3 separate regions of the Mus musculus genome follow, and regions 1 and 3 are each linked to region 2. Evidence: chromatin contacts called from public HiChIP or PLAC-seq and promoter capture Hi-C data. All regions are on one chromosome and are shown on one strand. Each heading gives the region's core, a stretch centred on a gene start, on an enhancer-like site or on the middle of the called end of the contact. The rest is flanking DNA. Distances are from core to core; before and after follow the strand shown.

Region 1 (4,808 bases), core at 1,652-4,151, 1.0 Mb after region 2:
GGAATTTAGATAGAATGGATTTTATATGAATTATCTTGGTTTATAGTTTAATTTTGGGGGGGGTGGTTTTTTTGAGACAGAGTTTTTCTGGAACTCATTCTGTAGACCAGGCTGGCCTATTATAATTATTTTGACATGATTTTGAGAGATAATGATAAGAATAATAATTTTTCAGCTTGAACTCTGTTTTTGTTCTTGATTTTTGTGAGTATGAAGAAATGTTAAAAGTATTTGGCCCAAGGAGCTGAAGGAACCTGCAATCCTATAGGTGGAACAACAATATGAACTAACCAATACCCCCCTCCCGGAGCTCGTGTCTCTAGCTGCATATGAATCAGAAAATGACCTAGTCGGCCATCAGTGGAACGAGAGGCCCGTTGGTCATGCAAACTTTATATGCCTCAGTACAGGGGAACGCCAGGGCCAAGAAGTGGGAGTTGGTGGGTAGGGGAGTGGGTGGGGAAGCGTGTGGGGGACTTTTAGGATAGCATTGGAAATGTAAATGAAATAAATACCCAATTAAAAAATAAAAAGTGAAAAAAAAGAAAATAACTATGTCTTAATCAGCAAAAAAAAAAAAAGTATTTGGAATCACTTTAGGAAACTCTTTACATTGTTTGAAAATGTAAAATATACTTTGTGTCAAAGAAAAGGTATTGTAAATGTCTTGCAGTTCTAATGTTGGTAGTCGGAATGGGACAATTAATTTCTTCTGTAGATAATAATTTTTTAATATATCACTCCTAAAATATTTGTTTGCTCTTAACTCAACTGTAGCTACTCATAGATTTAATCTGTTCTGGTTTAATTGTGATTTTCAGAAGTTTTGTGTTTTATACAAGTGATCCAGAATCAATCAAGGGTGGTTATATTTGGGTATATGACTAGAGTTTTAGATACTGAAGTAACTGGCTTCAAATGATCATGTCTGTCAGTAATGAACAATCAAACTCAAGAGGTGACATGTTTCTTTGTTCCTTTAAAACTCCTATATGGTTAACATCAAATGAGTGTTCACTATAATTCTCTCCCAGGGTAATTCTTTTCCACAGAAAACTACACTAATACCTTTTGATGATCATAACTTGTTTTCTTCCTCCAAAAGAATAAAAAATAGAAAGACAAAACAAAGTAGCTAAATTCAAACCAGAAGTGAAGTAGCATAGATGTCTCATTTCTGTTTACGTTTGACTTATACAATATTTAAATATCATAAGTATTGCTTTTTTAAATCCACAAACTGCTTGAGAAATTCTGGAAACTGGTTATCTGGAGGGAAATGTTTTGAGAAGTGGAAAGGAACATCACTAATTATCAGTCAACATCACTTATATAAGTTGTGCTCTGAATATCACAATAGCTGAAAATTCCTTAACATTTAATAACTCGCAATCCTTCTTTGATTTTCTTTTTCTCAAGTTCTAAAACTTGTAAAATAAGCATATCATAAAAAAAGAAATGAGAGTGTAGAAGTTAAGCTATGAAGCATGTTCTGAATCAAATATATAAAGGTAAAACTGACACTCCTGGGGCAGAATTAGGGCTTCTGTTTCCTCACATTGGTTCTTGAAAATAAAAAATGCGTCATGTAATCCCAAAGGAGCTTACTGTGTATTTGTCTGCATGTGGGCAGAGGCAAAGATGCCCTCATATTGTGGTCCCCTTTGTCTATATTTCCCTTCAACGCATCTCTAACTGAAGAATAAGTTCTTGAGAAAGATGGTTGATGAATCCATAACTCAGAACTCATCCAGAAAATTTTCAGTAGAACACCTTGAGATGTTTCCTGGGGGGGGGGGGGGGATCAGTAAAATATAAGCAATTCCACTATATCTAGGCTCCCAAAATTCACCAGAAAGAGCAACAAAATCACACAGCCCACGCTTGAGTCCCTGCCATAATGATTCAGAATTGAAGATGGTCAAAATCAGTTTTGTACTAGGTCAGACTTTTTCTCTGTTTATAAGTAATGCTTGTTCTGGTGTAGTACTTAAGTGTATGTATCTCAACTGAAATGAGATAACAACACAGGGTCTCTGTAAGCTGCTTCTGACTATGCCTCTCAGGTATGTAGCTATCAAGGAAAATATGCCTCCAGCAGACAGCTTCTTCCCTCTAGGATAAGAAGGTACAAAGTAGTGATAGCAGAATGGACCCTCTCTCTTAAAGAGCAGGCTCCAGTCTGGGCTCACTGATATAAATGAGTCCTCCAATGAGGGTCCGCTCAAATCTTTGTATAATCAGGGGTCTGGCTTCTTTCTATTTCCGTGCACTTGGTTTTCCTTTGCTCCTGAACCAGAGAAAAGTACATGTAGAGGAAAGTTTTGCATAGAATGAGCCTATATTGATATAAGGACCAGGCATAGCCACCCCTCCTGTCTGAGGCAGAAACCCAAGAGGAATTGAGTAGAGGAGTAACGAGTTTAGGATACTTAGGTTGGGTGCAGGGGCGGGGCGAATCAGAGGTCAGCCAAGAGTATTGGTCCTAGACCCACAAATACATCAGGATTCTCCCTCCTCCGTTAGCCTCCTAAACCCCAATGAGGTCATAGCAATGAGAGAGAATCAGATTCAAGAGAGGGGGGAGGAAGAGGACAACAACGGGGGAAAAAAATCCAGACGGAAAGAGGCCATCAGACAAGGTCGCTTTTTCTGGCGACACAGCAAGTGCTAGGAACGTGGTGCTGAATACCATCCACCCGCTCTGCCTAGAGACCTAGAGACTCACAGAAGCACTTTGCGCAGACAGGAAAACAAAGGAGGGAAGGCGAGAGGACAGGCGGAGAGGAGTTGTAAGCAGCTCCCCTTTATTACTAGGAAATCAAGCTTGGTTCCTCCGCCAGGAAGAAGGGAGCCAGAGAGGTGCGGAAGGCTCCTGGGGGCGCAGAGCAGAGACACGGCAGAACTCTGGACTGCGCCTCCGACACTGGCAAGGCTTCCGATCCAGAGTCCGTTCTCCAGAGCCTGGCTCCTCAATAAAAGCTTCTGGACTCCCACCCATCGCTCAACAGTCCCTGTGTGAACCCGCCACGGGCTGGATTAGCTGTCTTCTCTGGCCAGGCCCACGGAAATGGTTCTCTGGTTCTGAAAATCCAGACCTTGTGGATAATGTTTTGCTGGTGAAGAAAGAAAAGTTTGAGGAGCTGGACTGTGGTAGGGGGCGGAAGGGGCTGAGGAGGACTTTGGAAGAAAGAAGGTAGATGATCAGCTTTCATCTCTGAGCTGGAAGGAATGATGACCCAAGGAGAATGTGCACCAGCGGCCAGATCATTGGGAGCCTTTTGGTGCTCTCTGTGCTGGAGATAGGGCTGGGGGTGTCCAGCGTGGCCGTGGGGGCGGTCAGCTTCAGCCTGGCTCTCCGAGAGCACACGCCGCAGCTCGGAGACTCGTCCCCGGTATGGAGCGGGGTGTGTGTACGTTGAGCCATTTCACTCTCTCTTTACCTCTTTTCGGGGATGGTCAGTGTGTGCGTGCCTTAGTCACTGTCTCCTGGGAAAACAATATTATAATACTCCTCTGCCTGTAGGTTCCAATTGACAAGCTCTGCTGGTTTATATTGTCTTTTTGTGTATTAGGGAAGCTTTTTTCCTCTTCACTGGATTTAAAACTAAAATGAATGGCTTTATTTAAACTTGAGGGGAGGAGGGTCAGTTTGAGGATTCTGCAAGACTGACCAGTGTTAGTCTTTACAGGGTTACACCTGACAAGGGCAAACTCACTTGTTTATGTCTTTTACTGAAAATGTTACATCATTTTATTGTACAAAGAGCAAGCAAGGGGTAGTTATCTGTTTATATGTGGGCAGTATGCTCAAGGTGCACCGATGCAACAGTGATATGACCAAAATGGAAAGTGAGCTGAGCCTCTGAAAGGTCTGAGGAAAGATGAGCATTGTCTCAGAAAGCACTGCTTTCAATTTGCCTTGCTACCTTTCTCATACTCACTTCTGAATATTCTGTTGTAAGTTCAAGGCCACCAGTTAAACAAACAGCAGTAAGAAATGTAATGCCATCCTAATGGTAGAGTAACTCACTTTAAAGTGTGCTTATCTACTCAGAAAACAATATTGGGTTTTTTTTGGGGGGGGGGTTGTTTTGTTTTGTTTTGTTTCAGGTCAGGGGCAGACCTAACAAACATTTTGTTTGCTCATGTAGGAAGAATTGCAAGGAAGCCACCAAAATCAATAAAATAACTACCTGATAATGAAAAGGCGCTCTCTCTCTCTCTCTCTCTCTCTCTCTCTCTCTCTCGTGTGTGTGTGTGTGTGTGTGTGTGTGTGTGTGTGTGTGTGTGTGTGTAGTGTGTGTGTGTGTGTGTGTGTGTGTGTGTGTGTGTGTGTTGATCCTCCTTCCTTTTCCCCTCTCTCTCCTAGCTCCTCATAGCTGCCATGCCAACCTGAGTCTCTAACTTGATTGTATTTCCTGCATAATTTATTAAGGAGCTATTCTGCTGTTGACAATCCATACTCCATTTAACAATCACGATTTCATCACTAAATTACTAAGAGAAAGATCATTTATGAATTTAAGAAAATCCATTCCAAAGTCATTCATAAAAGGTGTTCCAGCCCTCTGAGTACTGTGAAATTGTACCTTGAATAATTGGCTTTTATACTTTTTTTCAGGTATGATACATGTTTATAGATTAAACAACTTAAAAGACAAAAAGGAAAAGAACAATTCTAGCATTAAATTACCCCTAGAATCTTTTTTTTGAATTCTATAAGTTTATATCAACCCACATTAACTATCTTGTTCTTTAATATGGAAATGTTGCCAATGTAAGTATAACTTTGAGTTTGAAAGAAT
Region 2 (4,768 bases), core at 1,907-4,406:
TGTGAGAATCAGCACTTCTTTACACTGACTGATTCGGTAATTTATTTAGTCACCATTAGCATAAACTCCGGCCTACAAAGTTCTGAACAAGTTTTCTTTTAAAGACAATGTTGTAAGTGTTAACTAGAAACATTAAGAATTAGTATTTTTTTTCTTTTTGTGTACATGTGTACATGTTAATGTGTGTGCATGCCGTGTGTATAGAAAACAGTGTTTGGGTATGTACGCACATGTGCATAGGAACCAGTGTTTGGGTATATGCACATGTGTGTGCATAGGGACCTGTACTTGGGATGTTCACATGTGTGCATAGGAATCAGTGTTTGGGTATGTGCACATATGTGCATAGGGACCAGTGTTTGGGTATGTGCACATGTGTGTGTATAGGGACCAGTGTTTGGGATGTTCATATGTGTGCATAGGGACCAGTGTTTGGGATGTTCATATGCGTGCATAGGGAACAGTGTTTGGGATGTGCACACACATGTGCATAGGGACCAGTGGTTGGGTCGCTTCCTGGATCAATTTCCTCCTTAATTTTTGAGATAGGATCTCTTAGGGAACCTGGAGTGCACCCATTCATCCACCCTTGCTGACCAGCCAGCCTCAGAGATCCAGTTCTCTGGCACTGGGATTGCAGATGTGCAACTCACAAGTTTTATGTAGGTGCTGGGGATACAGCACTTCTCGATGTCACAGCAAGCTCTGAAACACTGAGCCATCTTCCCAGCCCCTTCTGCATGGTTTTCCCCCACAGTCTGCACTTACACAGCCGTCCTCTGGGTCATACAGCCTCTGCAGAAGCTGCACTGTCGTACTCTTGCCACTGCCACTGGGACCAACCAAGGCTACTGTCTCTCCAGCCTTAATCTTCAGATTGAGACCTTTCAGAACCTGTTAGATGCACAGGAATGACACAGTTAGGAATGACAGACAGTTATATAATACAGTCAGAAAATTAATCTGTAATTATAAACAGAAAAATTCTTAGGTGGCACATGAAAACAATTTAGATCTTATATTTATTTGTATAATACCCCATTTATACCTATAGTAATACACAGTTTGGGAGTACAGTATTTAAACATTTCTTTATACATAGAAGAGATCTAATTTAGGAGTTATCTAGGCACAGAAAACTCTTCCCATATTTTTAATAGCATATTTTAATTGTACAAAATTATAATGGGTTTCTTTATGACATTACCATAAGTATGGTATGTATATCTTGATCACATTCATCCTTCATTGCTTTCTCTTTCCCTCTTTCCTCTCTCTTCCTTCTCCCTTCCTTGTTCCATGTGCACACTGTATGTGCACATGATGTGTGTTTGCATGTGTGCAGGTATACATGTATGTATGTGTACATACACATAGAGGCTCCATGTTCACAACAGGAGTTTTCCTCAATTGCTTTCCACCTTATATATTGAGGCAAGGTTTCTCTCTGAGCCTAGTTTTCAGTGAGTCTGGGTTGGTTAGCATTTTGGGGGGATTCTATCTCTGCCTCCCATATTCTGGGATTATGAGTGGGCTGCCATAACTACCAGGTTTTAAGTGAGTGCTGGAGATCTGGACCCTCGGCCTCATGTTTGAGTAGTGGGTACCTTACTTGCTCACTACCAAGCAAATCATCTACCAAGCCTGCAAACTTCACATTTTTAACTGAAATACCTTACACGAATCTTAAAACAACCAAATTAATGTTTTATTTTTTAATTTGTAGCAAGTGGAATCTTGACAAATAATTGAGTTACTTAGGAAAGTTCCCCTTTAGAATAGGTCTAATATTTTTACAAGGTACATTCCAAATAGTGAGTTGGGAGTGGAAAGCCAAGTCTTGAAAGCTAAGCTGTTCTTGACTTTCACCTGTGCAAAGTGGCATGTCCCCTTCTCTCCCAAACAGATACACAAATTAGTTAAAGGCAATTGTTTACCCAGGTATGCTAGCCAGGAGTTTGCTTGGGGTACTAGTGAAAACCCAGCTTCAAAATAAAGAAACAAATAAGAATTGTTTAGAACCCAGAGAGCGTGGCCCGGGGCATTATTGGCATAACTGGTGCTCAGGGTCCCAGAACCCAGCTTAAATGTATATCCAAAATGCAGTCTAAAATGCTGTGTTAGGAGAAAAGGCAAAAACCCAGACAACGATGGTGACAAACAAGTCATAAAGCAAAAGACTCTGAGGAGAGAATTTCAGTAAAAAACGCCAGTCAGAGAAAAACAGAGAAAGAAGTGGGTGCATTATTTTTAATGCAAATTCTATACGGCACATTAGAAGTTGATAGCATTAGCAATCTCATTTGTTTCACATAAAATTTTGTCCCCACTTCTTATATCCTAATTACGTATTTTGTTAGTAGCTGCCTTTTGTAATCCTTAACAATTCTCCTTTTGAGGGTGGGTAGCAGAGGAAGCAAATGCATTAATTAAATATAAATACAAATATAAGGACAATTTAATAGGAACAGCAGACATATTTTCCCAAGAATTATTTGTTTTTAAAAGATTAGTATGTTGAGTGCACTCCAAGAGAGCATGGGCTGGGCATTAACAATTAAAGGCCGAGTGATTCGAATGGGACAGACTGTGTTTTGATAAATGTGTGTCTGTGCACGGGCACAGGTATGTACGTGTGCCTGTGTGTGTGAATGAGAGTGTGGAAAGTGAGAGGAAGGGTATCTAAGATACAATTGCACATGCAGTAGAAGTCCTAAAGGTAGGAGAGGGAAGGCTTAACAGGAACTCATCTGAAGGTTGGAAACTCCCATATTCAAATAAATTAAATACAGCTGGATAATATCCCGGCATCACCAGTAGGTGGCAGCATTAATCCAAGACATTTTAGTGTGCTTAGAAAAGGAGCATGGAGGAAACATTGGCAGTTAAAAATGACTATCGGTCCAATACAGGAGAGAGGAAGGAAAATATAAATCACGGTTGCAGATAACACGTGTTATAAGGTATGCTCTTGTATTCTCAATTGTTAATTGCTGGGTTGGCAGCGCCAGGCTAGCAGGATCTGTAAATATTTGTTGCTTTCTCACCCAACCCAAGAGAAAAAGCAAGCTGTGAAAGGGAAGGTCACACATACTATTCCCCGCCCCCACCGCCCCCTCCCAGGCCAACTGGACGAAAAGGAGGGGGATTTTAGCATAATAAAGAGCTTGCGGTTGGATCTGGGGCAGAAGGGCTGGCAGGAGGATTGGCAGGAGGACTGGTTGGAGGACTGGTTGGAGGACAGGGAGAGAGAAAGAAAGGTAGCAAGGCCCTGAGGTAGAGCTGAGAAAGAGTCAAATGACTGGAGATGTCAGTTTAAATTATGGGCTAGCTGTGAGACTGCCCAGCAAACAGGCTAACAGCCTTATGCTATACAGATGTCTCCACAGCTTTATTATTAAACCACAAGCCCCGCAATATCCAGATATATTTGCTCACTGCTTGTCAGATATTGGCCTACTTGCTTCTTTAAGGAAGTAGACAAAATCTGGGTCAAAATCATCCGAAAGAAGGGACTGGGCAAGTACTTGGCATGCAAGTCTGAGGATTGCAGTTTAACTCCAGAGCATTCATAGGGATTCTGGAAGGGGTGGAGGCAGCTATCTGTAATCCCAGTGTGGGAAACAGCAACAGGAGATCCCTTAGCAAACTGGCTAGCAAACTAACCAAACTGTAGAGCTTCCAGTTCATGTGAGAGACACTTCCTTAATATGTAAGGTGGAGGCTGATCACAGAGGACACCAAATGTTGATCTCTGGCCTCCACAGGTACATGCACACATGTATATGCACACTCCCACAGGTTAACGAGCATATAGTCACATATCACACATACATAAATAAAAGAATCTTTAAAAAAAGTTCCCACAACAGAAGATTCTGGCCTGAAGACAATGTCAGAAAATGGAAGAATGAAACTGAATTTAACATACCTTGGCAGAAGGTCTTGATGGATAGCTGAAAGAAACATTTTTAAATTCTATGTTTCCTTCTATACATTCAGGTACAAATCCAGCTGTTGAAAAGTTATCTATATTGGGTTTCTTGGAAAAACAAAGAGATTGTTATACATCTTTAAAGGGTTAAGCTTCTATCCCAGAATAGTTTAGAGATGGACCCTAAAGTTCTTTTAAAATCTCCTTCCTGTTTTAGAAGTACATGAAACTAGACATGAAATTTTGTCTTTGTTTCTTTCTCTTTCTTCCTTTCTTTTTTTTCTTTCTTTGTTTATTTTGTTTTATTGCTTTTTGTTTTCTTTGAGACATGGTTTTTCTGTGTAGCCCTGGCTGGAACTTGTTCTGAAGACCAGGCTAGCCTCAAACTCACAGAAATCCACTTGCTTCTGCCTCTTGAGTGCTGGGATTAAAGGTGTATGCCACTACCACTAGACAGACATGAAGTTTTCAATAAAAAATCATTCCCCCACAAAAGTTAACCACAATCTTTCACTCTATAACCAAATAACCAATGTGTAGGTTTTACCCACCCTGTGGTTTTCCGGAGTTGAATGTTCCTATCTTTCAGGTTCCTTCTTAGAGTAAGGACAGATATCTTTCAATGCAGTGAGAGCTCCTACCTTATCAATAACCTGGAAAATATTAAAGGCAGCTCCTCTGGCTACTGTGAAGGTTTCCAGGTGAGGGGCTACAGATCCAATGCAGTAACTACTATGGATCACACTGAAGAAAACCTACAGGGACAAAGTAAACAATAGTCACCTTGTAGTGAAGTAAGAAAGACAATGGGATTGGGAGGTGTGTTTGGCCTGT
Region 3 (4,638 bases), core at 781-3,280, 1.1 Mb after region 2:
TAGAAGCTCTCACTTAGGGTCAGTAGGTACTAGATACTCAAAAAATAATTGTTGAACTCAACTAACTACTGATAACAAACAATATCTTATAATGTAAAAATAAACACTAAAGTAAGTTATAAAACTGTTTTCCCTAAAGAATTAACACAACAGATAATATCAATAATGTCCAGTAAGGCCTTCTGAAAAAGTTACGACTTATTTTTCCTGCTAGGGGTCGGTCCAAAGAAAAAGCAAAATTACTTCCAGGAAAATATAAGTGTCCTTGAGATAAAATGTGTATCAATGGGCAAGAAAGGCTTGGGTGGGGATAGTACAGTTGTACAGGTACAAAGTAGTCCATGCCTAGCATGTAAGAGGCCTAATGTTTTGTCCCAAGGACCAGGGAGAGGAGTGTAATTGGCTACCGTGTTCCATAAAATAAAAATATGACTGGGTAATAAGTTAGTACAGCCTTATAGAAGATCTATTAAATCCTATAAGGTAATTTAAACCAGTTGCTTAAAGCACATAAAGTTATTATGAAGCTCTATAAATAGTCAACTAAATTTATTAAGTATTCAAAGGATATTTACTACACAGAAAGCACATGCCGCCAAGGATCCTCTTTAGGTTGAGTTAACATCTTATCTTTATAAATAGATACTCGTGTTAAGCCAAATGTAAGATCAACAGTAAAAACCACACTCAATCAAACAACACTGTAACAGTTCACGGTGGTGCCAGAGAACAACAAAAATAATTGAATGGTGCTGGGCCAGGTTATAGAAAGTCCCTAAGATACCTATTAGAAGATATATACAAGAAAGTAATGAAGAAAAAAAGAAGATTGAGATAAATTCCCAAAGTTCACCGAGGTTGAAAATTATAGATACTTGGATGCTTAGAAAAGATAACAAAATAAAGCTGAATTTAAGTCAAAGAATCTGACCTGATCACTATTCATTCTTCCAAATGCACTAATACTATTACTATTGTATTATACAACATATTGTACAAATATCTCATACGTGCATAATACAGTTATATTGTATTAGGAATCATGCAGCTGATATCTGTTCTTCACACAATAAGCATGCATATAGGACATGGTTATTATTTTCATCTGAAACTAGCCAAAAGCTAAATTTGGTTTCCTTCAGAGTATCATAAGATATACTATTGGTTCCATTTTGGAAGTTCTATGATGTACTTTATCAACATTATGTCAGACTGAATGAAGTCGTTACTGACAGGCACACCTGTTCTACCTCCTTATAAACAAAGAAAGAGTATTCTTTTCATTGAAGGTTCACCATTCTTAGCCTGCAGCAACATCAGGCTCTATGTTCTGGACATCACAGCCTTATCAACTTTAACTTCCCTTTTCTTCTTTTTCTTAGATGATCCTCTTTTCAGCGTGCTGTATCTGTGGACTCATTGGAGGCATCCTGAATTTTCAGTTTCTTCGGGCAGTCACAAAAAAGACCTCCTCCCTGTACCCACTGCATCTCGCTTCCATGTCTTTGGCATGTATCGGCATTGGGGGCTGCACTGTCTCCTCTTGGCTCACTTGTCGTCTAGCCAGCTATGAGCAAAGGAGGATGTTCTCAGAAAGGGAACATTCCCTGCATCACTCTCATGAAATGGCTGAGAAAGTGAGTTTTTCTTTTTCATTTTGCCTCACACTGCTACCATGCAATGAACACTACAATCTAGGTGGATCAATTTGCAAGCTTACATGGCAATTTGTGGAATCACATTTTGTAATTCTGACCCTATTATATTAAGAGCAGGGGTTTTTAATTAGTTTTCTCTGCAATTCATAAGTACAGCCATTTTCAGCAGAATTTTGTAGCCTCTGTCTATTTGAAACCATAGCTCCTAAAATGGCATTTTATAAAATATTAAGCACCTTATAAATATGGATTTTTATGTATTATAGTGAGGAAAAACATAAACTAAATACAGCCTCCACTCAATAATGCCAGCTTTAGAAATCACATGAATTCTCTTTTCCAGTACATCCTTTGTGCTTATAAGTAGATGCATTTGATTATGTAAATTAGGTCCTCAAGCATAAAAGAGGCTCTTTAGTGAGGCAACAAAAAGCCTTGTCTATCAGTGAAGATATTACAATCCATATAAAGCTTCATTGAATTCTCGTCTAAACTTCATGCATATTTGTATAGCTTTGCCTGTATTTTACAAAATGCTGATTGCATAATTGTTTCATGAAACCTATTCAAACAGAAACTTACATTAGTTGCATTAAGGAGCAAACATTATAGAAAGATCTGAATGTGTTCCTATTAACACATTTAGTTTGATACACATTTTTAAATTCAGTTCCTATTACTTGATCTATTCAGGAAAAGATAAACATCTGTAAAACTCACTAAGATAATGGGAAAATTACATTTTGATTTATTTCTTGAAAATAAAATCATACAGTCATAGCATAAAAGAAATAGTAGCAAGAGTTATGCATATCATCATGTTATTTTCAAGTTAAATATTTATTTTGTTGTTCATCTGTCTTTATTTTGTATATCTATACATACAGAGAAGAGATTCTCATTGATTGTCCCAAGGAAGCAATTGTGGTCAGATTTGTACATGTCATTCAAAATAAAAGGACTTATTAGTTTTAAGTGGGTTATTAAAATAGAAGATTATTGCATATGATAGCAGCTCCTTTATATTCTGTTTTTATGCTGGTGTTATTTAGCTTTTCTTTGCATATGTTTCTTCAATATTTATTGTATAATTGTTATATTTACATTAGAGATTGAGGGCTATTGAAATAACCGACTTGCCCAGCTGCCCGGTGGTGCCCCCGACACCAGAGTTACCTACAAGGTACGCTGACTTCTAGGGAGTTACCATGTTGTAATGTTGCTACAGGAAGCACTGCCTCTATTAGAAAGCCATGGCATCCACAGATCAGTCTGGACTGATGCTGTGTGCTCCTCAAAGTATCACTTTTAGAAGGGTTACTCTGAGGAACAGACATAAACCTACATGGCAAAATCTTACAGCTTCAATGTTGGTTGAGTATTTCAAATATTCAGCCTGCCTCTAAGCATCCAAGTACTGTACTGCTTGGATGATTCACTATTCCCTTTATTCTCTGCTGCATCACAATTCTGACTCAGTACCATCATTCACAGATGAGACTTTTGTTTTAATAATAGATGAGTCTGGATAAAGACAAACTGTAATTCTATCATGCCAAAATTGCATGAACCAATAGCCAAAGTTTAACATTAATATAGTAAAATGTCTGTGTGTAATTTTTCTTTTGGTAAAATTATCTGATATTCCAATTCATTTCACATATTTCCAGTTGTTAACAATAAATATTCAAGACTCTTAGTTTGGCCAAAGAGAATAACTGGAAATGCAGAAAGTTACATTTGCAGTCCATTTAAAAGAAGTATATTTATTTATAAATGTCCAAGTATGTTCTTGCCCAGATTAGGAGTATGGTCTTATTAAATTGTAAATGCCAATTTGCAAATGAAATGATGAGACTCATCCATTTAAAACTAACTTTCGCTATTATTTTCTAATGGTAATTTTACTGTGTCTGTGATTGAATGAATTTTGTTAAGAGTATTGTTTAAATTTATAAGATTTTAGAAAACATTTTTCTTAAAATCTTACAGAAAATATTGATACCTTAGTTGTGTGAGCTTTAGGCTTTTATTTGAAGTCTTTTTAGGGAATGGAAAAGGCAACTGAGATTCTTATTTCTATGTACTTACTAAGAAGTTTTCTTTCTCTTCTAGCAGGATAAAATAAAATGTGCTTCATTAAATTTTATATTAATTTTGGGAATTGAGTTTGGCTAATTTTTCTGTCAATCACCTTTTATCATTATAAGCTTAATACCAGCCCAATTATTCCACATTTTTAGTCCCGTTTTCACTGTGCTCATCCTTAGAAGTCTCCCTGACAGAAACAAGATAGAAATGGGTAGCAAGCAGAAGACTAAGAAAACAGCTTCACTTGAAATATTTTTGCCACCCTTTTGAAAGTCAGCTTCTTAAAATACAGAATTGTAAATCTTGCATAATAGACAAATTTGCTAATATACTATCTATAATACATGTACTATGGTAAATGTGAATTGGCCCCTAATCATAAACTCAGGACCTGGGAAAGTGACCTAGATTGTAGAGTTATTGCCTAGTATCTCAAGCATCTTGTAGACCAGGCACAGTGGCACATGCCTGGGTTTCTAAAACTCAGAAGGTAGAAACAAGAGGGTCAGAAATTCAAGGCCAGCTCCAGGTACTTAGTATGTGTCTAACAAGCCTGGGCTGCATAAAGCCTTCTCTCAAAAATCAACCAAATGAACAAACAAACAAACTATATGAATTCAAGTCATCTAAGATTCTAGTATTTTCTATAGTTGCAAATGAAACTTTTTATGTTACTTCATTTTTTTGTATCTGTATATTCATGTCCTCCCAAGCACATTTCTCTGAGTCCTTTAAAAACATGCCCCAAGTTTTCATTGTTACTTTTTTACTGTAAAAGTGACCATGTCGTTATAAACAATTTTCCTGGCTAGCCATGATGGTTTACACTGAGAGTTTCAACACTCATGAGTCTGAAGCAGAAGGTTTGCAAGCTTGAAGCAACTTTGAG

What was found. Promoter capture Hi-C pulls out the DNA fragments that hold promoters and counts their contacts. HiChIP or PLAC-seq counts read pairs in DNA pulled down with a chosen protein or histone mark.
Region 1: a contact with region 2 is called in a promoter capture Hi-C map of embryonic stem cells, with 5 times the contacts expected there. The contact joins the promoter of Tmem196 here to the enhancer-like site in region 2. A contact is called at or near these places in 22 of 39 promoter capture datasets (the 3T3-L1 cell line, 3T3-L1-derived adipocytes, the C10 cell line and 13 more), 5 of 484 Hi-C or Micro-C datasets (the 3T3-L1 cell line, bone marrow-derived macrophages, embryonic stem cells and 1 more), 6 of 115 datasets of contacts at active chromatin or transcription factors (astrocytes, embryonic basal ganglia, embryonic forebrain and 2 more) and 2 of 9 other capture datasets (adipose tissue and liver).
Region 3: a contact with region 2 is called in an H3K27ac HiChIP or PLAC-seq map of oligodendrocyte precursor cells, with 13 times the contacts expected there. The contact joins two enhancer-like sites. A contact is called at or near these places in 2 of 15 datasets of contacts at CTCF or cohesin (large pre-B cells and pro-B cells), 2 of 484 Hi-C or Micro-C datasets (bone marrow-derived macrophages and nephron progenitors) and 2 of 115 datasets of contacts at active chromatin or transcription factors (embryonic stem cells and oligodendrocyte precursor cells).

The regions. Positions count from the first base shown.
Region 1 is chr12:119,943,226-119,948,033 of GRCm38.p6, forward strand. Tmem196 (transmembrane protein 196) reads left to right here and starts at 2,902. Exons shown (of 5, transcript NM_001294154.2): 1 at 2,902-3,395. The coding sequence starts at 3,249.
Region 2 is chr12:118,927,920-118,932,687 of GRCm38.p6, forward strand. It overlaps Abcb5 (ATP-binding cassette, sub-family B (MDR/TAP), member 5), which reads right to left. Exons shown (of 28, transcript NM_029961.2): 10 at 4,576-4,689; 11 at 3,932-4,042; 12 at 769-894. Among named protein-coding and RNA genes, the nearest start is that of Abcb5, 36 kb to the right of the region's middle. Within about 2 kb of position 3,157, at least 33 of the 459 cell types and tissues checked have an H3K27ac peak or open chromatin away from gene starts, as enhancers often do. A contact at or near this core is called in embryonic stem cells, oligodendrocyte precursor cells, second pharyngeal arch cranial neural crest and 1 more, where this site is marked.
Region 3 is chr12:120,013,366-120,018,003 of GRCm38.p6, forward strand. It overlaps Tmem196 (transmembrane protein 196), which reads left to right. Exons shown (of 5, transcript NM_001294154.2): 3 at 1,383-1,637; 4 at 2,768-2,841. Among named protein-coding and RNA genes, the nearest start is that of Tmem196, 70 kb to the left of the region's middle. Within about 2 kb of position 2,031, at least 33 of the 459 cell types and tissues checked have an H3K27ac peak or open chromatin away from gene starts, as enhancers often do. A contact at or near this core is called in oligodendrocyte precursor cells, where this site is marked.